2 separate regions of the Oryctolagus cuniculus genome follow, and region 2 is linked to region 1. A link is a contact called in public Micro-C data. All regions are on one chromosome and are shown on one strand. The core of a region is the stretch at or near the end of the contact, and the rest is flanking DNA. Distances in the headings are between cores, read along the strand shown.

Evidence for each region. Hi-C and Micro-C count contacts between places; a contact is called where the count stands out from the background.
Region 2: a Micro-C map of ear pinna shows a contact between it and region 1, with 4 times the contacts expected there. The contact joins the promoter of MRTFA here to the enhancer-like site in region 1. A contact is called at or near these places in 3 of 6 Hi-C or Micro-C datasets (ear pinna, psoas muscle and an unstated tissue).

What each region holds. Positions count from the first base shown.
Region 1 is chr11:116,558,237-116,562,407 of mOryCun1.1, forward strand. MRTFA (myocardin related transcription factor A) reads right to left here. Exons shown (of 14, transcript XM_051834083.2): 4 at 795-850. Among named protein-coding and RNA genes, the nearest start is that of SGSM3, 52 kb to the left of the region's middle. Within about 2 kb of position 2,350, at least 4 of the 8 cell types and tissues checked have an H3K27ac peak or open chromatin away from gene starts, as enhancers often do. A contact at or near this core is called in ear pinna, where this site is marked.
Region 2 is chr11:116,749,272-116,753,952 of mOryCun1.1, forward strand. It overlaps MRTFA (myocardin related transcription factor A), which reads right to left and starts at 1,622. Exons shown (of 14, transcript XM_051834083.2): 1 at 1,149-1,622. The coding sequence starts at 1,607.

The sequences.
Region 1 (4,171 bases), core at 1,100-3,599:
CCAAGCGAGTGCTCAGCGACACGGAAGCTGTTCTAAGCCACTCTTCTCCGTCCCTGTCTGTCTGCAGGGCTCCGACTGCCCGCCGCTCTCGGCAAACGAGAGGAGAACAGTGCCACTGCCACGGCTCCCAGAGTCCCGGCCCGACCCTTCTACGTATCAATCACGACTTCCGAGGGGAAAACACAGCAAAGCCAGAAGAAAAGTCCTGGAGGCAAACGCTGCAGAGTCTCAGGAAGAACTGCAGAACTCTGGGGAGCCAAGGCCTGAGCTTCACTGCGGGGGTTTCCCCAGCACTGAACGCAGAAGCAAAAGTAAAGGGGGTGGGGGAGGAAGTGGGTTCTGGTGACTTCCCCATCTCCACCCGCGACGGCGGAGTATTCCAGGTCCCCAGGGAACTGAAACTGAGGGCACAGGAGTGCAAGTGAGGTGCTACAGCAGGGAACCGGGCTCGGCACCGGGCCCTGCTTCTGCTTTCTGCAGGTTCCAAGTGGACACTGGCTGTCCAGCGGCGGACGGGGGCCAGTGAGGCTCCCAGCCCCGGGCACGCCGGCCCTGCACTAGGGAGCTTTTCCAAGGCTGGCGGTCACGTCTTGACATCTACAAGAGACTATCTGGAATGAAGGGTGGGGAACCCCCAGTGGTCCCCAGAGCGAGATCAGGGAGACTCCCCAAGGTTCTAAGCAGAAACTCCGCTCTGGTCACGGGAGGGGGCGGTGGAGGCCGAACAGGAGAGGCAGACGCGTCTGTTCACACCCTGGAGTGCACGGGGGCTCCGTGGGAAGAAGGTGACTCACCCGGGCCCGCTCCAAGCTCCTTCTCTGCTCGTGAAACGCAGCTGGGCTTTTCAAGGCTGTGGAGAGAACAAGCGAAAAGTCACCTCACTGGGCAGCAGGCAGCAGCGAGCCTGGCGTCACAACCTGCAGTGGAGACGGCTTCGTAAGCTCAGGTTCTCCACAGTGGCTCGACCAGCCCCAGCGGGGGGCCGAGCGGCCCGAACCTCTGGGCGGGCATGGTGTTTAGGGGCTTCGCTGCACCAGCCGAGCCGCACTGGCCATGCCTGGCTGCCCACAGGGGTAGTCCCAGCTCCAGCTCTATGAAGGCACCCATGGGCTCACTTTGAGAGATATACTGGACTTGGCCGCGTGGGCCCGAGGACACCTGCCGGGCCTGTTAGTCTGGGGACCTGGAGACAGGAGGGGCAGAGCCGCGTGCTGGCCGGGTCCGCCTTGCTTCTTCAACCTCGCGGGCCCCTCGAGTGGCTGCAAGGGCTCAGTGGGACAGCTGAGTGCTGTTTCCTCGGGTGCTGGTTCCTTTTCCACTTCGGCTAGTGCTAGCAGTGCTGCTAAAATGAATCTGAATTGCATCTCTGAGGTCTAAAAGGAGCTTCGCAGCAATCGTGTGGCTGAGCCGGAGGAGGGCCACTGGCAACCAGCAGCGGACGTGGGCTCGGCGCTGTCCTGGGGCCACTGGCACACACGGCACAGCTCTCAATCCAGCCCTGGGGCGCTGGGCTCTCGGGACAAATGACAGCTCAGACGCCGGGAAGACGGGGAAAGGCCGGACTCACTTCACAGGGCGGTGGCAGTAGGGAGCAGTTTACAGGACTGCGGTCAGTTTCACTTCTGTCCCCTCCAGTTTCGGAGCAGCTGTGAAACTGCCCCTGCTTGGGGAGATAAGTGCTAGGCGGCGGCTGTGGTGGGAGAGCAGGCTGAGGCGTCGCTAAAAGTAGCAGGAACATAGATAGGAGCCCATCCTGCCTGACTTCAGCATCCGCGCTCCCAGGAGCAGGCTTCGCACATCACAGCAGCACTTCTTTAAGACCAAAATCTCAGGATATAAAACAAAGTAATGGCTGCACGGGGCCGGCGCTGTGGCGTAGCGGGTAAAGCCACCTCCTGTAGTGCCGGCATCCCATGTGGGTGCCGGTTCGAGTCCCGGCTGCTCCACTTCCGATCCAGCTCTCTGCTGTGGCCTGAGAAAGCAGTCCGTGGGCCCCTGCACCCACATGGGAGACCCAGAGGAAGCTCCTGACTTTTGGCTTCAGATCGGCACAGCTCTGGCCATCGTGGCCAAGTGGGGAGTGAACCAGCGGTTGGAAGACTTCTCTCTCTTTGTAACTCTTTCAACTAAATAAATAAACCTTTTAAAAAATTAAAATAAAGTGCTGCTTAGATCCTTCTCATCTTTCAACAGCAGGGGGAGCTCTAGATTTAACAAATAAACTCGGAGAGACCCCAGCACCGGGCCCCTCCCCTGCCCCTGCAGCACTCATTCCAGGCCACAGGGAGGTCCTGGACATTCTGGAAGGGTCCGCAGCCATCCCGGGCCTGCTCCTACTGCGTAAAGCTGGCTCAGCTCCAAACGCTGTCCGCCCAGGCCTGCTGCAGTGGGCGTGACAGGGTGGCCACAGTGACGGAGGCCTGGAGAAAGCGCCCCGCGCGGGCCCCGCCCCACCCTCCTGGCCTGCCCGGGTTGGTCTCACAGGCTATTGTTCCTGCATGGCCTGGGTCCCTGCCACACTACACAACCCGCAGAGCCTGGCAGGGTCCTGTCTGTCTTGCTCCTCACAGGGCCTGACACACAGCACGCCCCCACAAGGACTCTCAGTGAATAATGACTACTCTGTAAGAAGTGACACGAAGCGACAAACGAGAGGATTCCCAACTCCACACTTGACTCCAGCCAGGAATCTGGCTCTCGTCTGGGTTCAGCCTTCATCAAGTCCTGAGTGGACGGCCAGGGGCTGGCATTCCAGCACTGGGCTCCCCCAGTTACCGCTGGCCCGGCACGGGGTGTGACCACTTCCTGGGTGTCATCTTCCCCTGCACCTCAGAATCTCGCGAGACCCAAACAGGAGGCAGTGTGCTGAAGCCAGGGCACTCACCGCATGGAGGAGGTGCTACAGTCAGAGCCCATAGCTGGGCTGACTCACTGCTGCGCTGCCCCCGCAGGCCAGCCACCTCCTGCCCCAGTCCCGCACCGTCTGAAACCCCGACTGCTGCTCTAGCAGCCTACTCCGGCCATCCCAAGCGTGATCACAAGCGCTAAGGTACAAATCCCTCGACTGGAGGGGAACACGTAAGCCCAGACCTTGGTGGGAGCGCAGTGCACCGTCCTCGTGTTCCCGGCCTGGTGTACCCCATTATCGCAGTGAGTGACAGTCCAACAGCTGCTGTATACAGGAACCCACTTGACCCCACTGAGCTAAGAAAATGTTCCTGTGGCAGCAAGAGGTGACAGGCACTGTCCCAGGCACACTCAACATGCCGGCTGCTACCGCACCCCCAGTGCCTCCTCGCTGGCCTGGGGCGGCTACGACGTGCGGTGAACAGCAGGCTGCAGGTCGCCCTCAGTTCAGAGTGCGGTCCACTCCTCTGGGTGGCTTCTCCTTCAAGAAATAGAGCAGACAATGGGAGGAGGGGGTGCGAGGGGCTTCAACCACACGCACAGGCCAGAGGTAGGAGGCGTCCCGGCACTGTGGAGGCTGGTCGGCTTGGCTGCGGGACTGAGCGCACAGAGGCGTGAGGAAGGCTCATAGGAGGGTCCAGGGACCCGTCAGAGGGACCCTAGGGCTTCAGGCATCAAGAGCCACAGCTGGGAGCTCCCCATGCAGGCAGCAGCTGCCTTTGGTGCTGACCCCGTCCCAGGAGGCAGGCTGGGATGGTGAGAAGGCCGGAGGAATGTGCCGGCAGCTCAGGGCCTGCTCAAGAGAACCAGAAGGAAGACCCAGAGAAAAATTCAGTGCAGCAATGACCAGTTCCTGGGTCTCGCTCACTGATAACAACGCCATCACCTCACTGAATCACCTTCTCGGCCCAGGGAGTGACACGTGCTGAGTCTGACAGTGGGGAGATGCAGGCAGCCGGCAGGTCACCTGCTGCGAGGAGGCCCCAGCCCAGGCCTAGCACTGGGGGCCCCTCGGTTCCCAAGTAACCCCGCTCCGTCTGCTTCTCTTTCCCCATTTCTTTCTTTCTTTCTTTCTTTCTTTCTTTCTTTCTTTCTTTCTTTCTTTCTTTCTTTCTTTCTCTCTCTCTCTCTCTCTCTCTCTCTCTCTCTCTCTCTCTCTCCCTCCCTCCCTCCCTCATTCCCTCTCTCTCTCTCTTTCTTTCTTTCTTTCTTTTTTTATAGGCAGAGTGGACAGTGATAGAGAGAGAGACAGAGAGAAAGGTCT
Region 2 (4,681 bases), core at 372-2,871, 190 kb after region 1:
TCCTTCACGTGTTTATCATTTCAGTAGAAAGCATCAGAAAGCCCTTTGACTTGCAGTGAAAAACGCAAAGGACATCGGGCAAAGCTTACGTTCAGCGACTTCCAGGGCCAGCCGGGCACCTCCTCACTGCTTCCCGCAGTGCCACCCGGAGTTCTGGGGCTCCCCTGCAGGGAAGCCCCTTACTGAACATGCAAGCTGTCCTACAAGCTCCAACTTCCTGCAGAAGCGATCTCAAACGCTGGCAAGCTGGGGACATTCCGAATTTGAAACTGTGTGAAAACGTGGCACCGTAGGTGGCCACACACCTCCCGCTCCTGCCTGGGAGGCGGTTACCTGGGGACCAGGCCGCTCTACATAACACGGAGAAAACAGAGAAATCCAGCCAGAGGCACCACAGCCCGGCCCTTAACTCAACCTCACAACAGCTAACAGCTCCTGGGCCCTGACTGCGCGCCAGGCTCAGATCCGATGGACACGACTACCCCCATTTCCCAGATGAGCAACCCGAGGCTCAAGCTGGCCACTGGCAGATCTGGGAGTCGCCCCGCAAGGTCCAGTCCCAGCTGCTGCACAATACCAGTGCTTCTCCCCTTTTTTTTTTTTTCGTGGTCCCACCGAGGGGCGCAGGGTCAGGCGAGGGGCTGTCAGCAACGCGCACTGACGGACGCTTTCTTACGAGGCTGAAGTTCTCGGCTTGCAAGTTTCAAACCCGCACAGGACCCTGCCCACCTGGCGGGGTTCGGGCTGCCACTCAGGCATCCAGCCCTGATGCGTCTCCTGGCCCGGAGATCCCGAGGGTTGCACAGAGCGCGGGGAACCCCGCCACCGCAGCCGCTGCGCGCACACACCCGGGGCGCAGCCTGGGCGGGAACCCCCGCGCCTCCCCGCCCAGCGCAGCGAGGCGAGGCGAGGCCCGGCCCGGCCCGGCGGGTGCACAGGTGCAAGGCTGCGCCCGAGCGCCCCGGCCCGCGACCCCCGCCCCGACGGACGAGAGGAGTGGGAGCGGCGGGCAGCGCGGGGAGGACCGGCGACGCGACGCCCGCACCCCGGGGGCGCGCGCGGCGTGGCCGCGAGGAGAAAGGATGCGCGGGGCGGCGCGGGGCGGGGCGGCGGTGGGGGAGGGGTCCCCGGCCCGGACTCCCACTCACCGCGGCGCTCTCCTGGCCCGGGCTCCGCGGCTCGCCCGGCTCGGCTCCGGCCGCTCGCGGCTCCTCCCGAGGCTCACCGTCCAGGCAGGGCGCGCGGGGCCGGGGAGAGGTCGGCGCGCGCCGAGGGCGTGTGGCGAGCAGAGCCGAGGGGGTGGGGAGGCAGGGCCGGTCGCGCTCGCCGCCGCCGCCGCCGGGGCCACCACAGACACAGCCGCCGCCGGCTCCTCTTAGCCACGGAAGCTGCGGGCCCTCCCACCACAGCCGCCTCCCGCCTCCCGCCCCGCCCCGCCGGAGGAGTGGCAGCGCAGCTGGCCAATCAGAGGCCCAGTCGGGGCAGGGCTCCGCGGCCCAGAGGGGCGTTCGGGGAAGGAAGGGGAACGAGGGAGGAGGGGACGGCGGCGCGACTTCCTGTGACTGACAGCGCGGCGCAGCCAATGGGCGGCGGGGAGATGACCTCATCGCGGAGGGAAGTCTGGAACTGGCGGAGCGGCTCTGAGGAGGTGGGAGGAGGTCGGACCTTAAAGAGGCCGCAGCCCCTGGCCACCCTGTCAGGGGAAGGGCGGCGGGCCGGGTCGGACAGCCGAGTTGCCGAGGGGTCAATGCCCTGCCGCGAGCCTCCAGACCCCATCCCGAGCCTCCCCTCAGGGGCTCACGCCCCGCCTGAGGCTCCCGAGTCGGGGTTTCACGGTCACGCTTCCCAGAAGACGATCGATTCCCTGAATTCCCGGGCCAGCCCCCGCCCCACCGAGGCCCCGGCGCCCCGGCCCTCGCAGTCGGTCTCCCCAGGTGGGAAGGGGGGCTCCTCCTGACACCTGCCGACCCCCTCCGCCCCGGGGAAAGCGCTCCGGGCTTGGGGAGGGGGCGGCGCGGAGTGAAGCCCCGAGCTTGCGGTCGATCGGGAGACCCCAGGAGCGGGCCAGGGAGGCCGGTGCGGCGGAGGTGTGAGGGGGCCCGAGACCCTGGTGCGGGACTTGCACAGGGAGCGGGAACGCGGGCTACAAGGCGGGCGAGGCCCCCGCTCGCTCCGCACCCTGCAGCCGCGGAGAAGGGCACGGAGCTCCGACCTACTGGGGAGGAAGGGGAGGGGGCGCTTCCCGGAGGCTTCCTGGGATGGGGTCCTCAGGCAGCTGGAGGAGGGGCGAGCAGGGTTTTCTAGGTTCCTGGAGGTCCGGTGCCAAGGCCCAGCGGCTGAGAAGTGGCGCTGAGAGTGAACTCTTAGGAGGACCCCCATCCTCCTCCTGCGGGCTCCTGGGCCTGCGTGCTGGTGTGGGTCTCAGATGGGGGGCAGGGGGGCGCCGCTGCCGTCTGCCAGTGCTGCAACAGCCAGGTGGCCGGGACATTCCGGATTGTTCATGTGTAAGTCATCGTCGGGGCCAGTACCACACGCTGGAGTTAGGATCCACGTGTCAGACACTTTTCCCCCAAGGCAAAAGCACCCTTCCACAAAAGCCCTGGCCAAAAAAAATGAGTTATTCCACAAATATTTACCCTGAGTAAGTCATGGTGCAGGTGATAGAGAGATAAGCTGCCGTGGCCGCCCTGGGGGTGAGCCCACCTCCCTGCAGGGAGGCGGAAGCCGGTGCCCTGGTGACTCCGGGGCAGGAGTGTCTACAGCAGGTGTCCCGAGGACAGTGGACCTGGGAGAAAGGACTGCTCCTGGAACTATTGGGGTGGGGCACTTTCCCCAAGGCCAGATCCCGTGCAGCCCCACAGAACCGTTGTGAGTTAGTCACCGGAGGAGGGCAGACACTGCCCGCTCACCTCCCACCTCCCAGCCGCAGGGCTCTTTCGCCACAACTTACATTGTTTCTATTTTGTAAATGACACAAACTTGAAAAAGTTCCTGGAAAAGATGAAATTATTTCGGGGCAAAAAATAATAATAATAATCGAAACTGGGGTGGGTTCCTCAGACTTGCAGTTAAGACGCTGGTTTGGATGCCCACGTCCCGTCTCGGAGCCCCTGGGCTCAATTCTGGTGCCACTCTTGGCTCCGACTTGCTGCTTACGCAGACCCTGGGAGACAGCAGAGAGGGCTTTAGCGGCTGGGCTCCTGTCACCCGTGAGGGAGACCTGGACGGCGGGCATTCCCAGCTGCCAGCTTCCGTCTCCGTCCAGCCCTGGCCTTTACAGGCAGCTGGGGAGTGAACCAGCAGATGGACGGGCTCACCCACTCCATACCTTGCCTTGGGCTCAGTCACCGCAGGGGAGCACGGAGCTGTAACTGTACCAGGAGCTCCCCGCTTGAGCCACGGGCAGCCTTTGGAACCCCAGTAGCTGTGCGTCACTGCCTGTGGGCCTTGGGGAAGATCCCCAAAGCTCCTCCCTTCCACTCGGAATTTGGGGCAGTTATGTTGCCCGGTCCCAAAGTGCAGTGACATCCAGAGCTTCCTGGTGACCCAGCTGCTGCAGGGCACCGGGACACCGGGGCATCTCTGCTCTGCCTGCCCTGTTACCAAGCCACACCTTGCAGGGACAACCGTAGCAACTGCGCCGGCCCTGACCTCACAACCACCCCCTTCTACCACAGATGGCTCCTAAGCCAAACGCCCTCCTCGTATGGCCGTAAGGAATGCCTAAGTGCAGACGGAGAACGTTAAGCCTAACCCAGGGAATACAGCTGGCATCCTGGCATTTTGTCCCTGTCCATCCAGTGGGGCAACTTCCTGGTCCCGTGGGTGTGGCCTCTCCAATGGTCTCCAACATTTCCAATGTTGTTGCCATTGCAGAAGGGCCAACCCAATGCCAGGAACCTTCCAGAAAACACTAACGTCTCCGCCTACCAATCTGTCAATCCAGGCTCCTGGAAAGGCACTTCCTGTCCTTTTCCCTCTTCCTGTCTCTTCCTGGCTGGAGCTCACCCTGCTCATTCCTGTTCAGTCTTCCATCAGGCTCATCCTTGGGCCTAGGACGTCTTCTCTTGCTTCTTCACGTATCAGATTCCAGCTCACGTCCCGCTGCCTCCAGGACACCTTCCACTGTTCATCTTGTCTGCCTCTGACAGCTCCGGGCACCGTGCAGAGCCTGGCCAGTGCTTGTTATGCTTTGTCACTGCGCGAGTCCCCGGGGACGTGTTGCTACGACCCCATCCTTCAGATGAGGAAGCTGAGGCTTTGAGAGGCCCATCAAGGATCCTGCCCCAAGATCACACAGCTACGAACTAGCAGAGCCAGGCCACAGGCTCCGAAATCAGAATGCTGGACGCAATGAGCCTTTGTTGGCCATCCACAAGGATCTAGAGAAGATTGGAAAGTAGAACAGACGGCCGGTGTCCATCCACAGCCAGGAGCAGGTCCCCGAGGGACGCCGACGTGAAGAGTGCCGTTAGCACGGGAGAAGGACTCAGAGAAGGGGCCCAGCAAGGCCTCCGGAGACGCTGCGCGGGCCAGGCCGGCGTGAGGCGGGGCAGTCCGCTGCAGCACGCTGCAAGAGCGGGCAGGAAAGAAAGCAGATAACTCACTGGAGAGAGAAGGCTCCTTGAGGGCCTGGTGTGCAAAGTACGGACGCCAAGGCGCAGGAGTCCTGTGCTTAGGA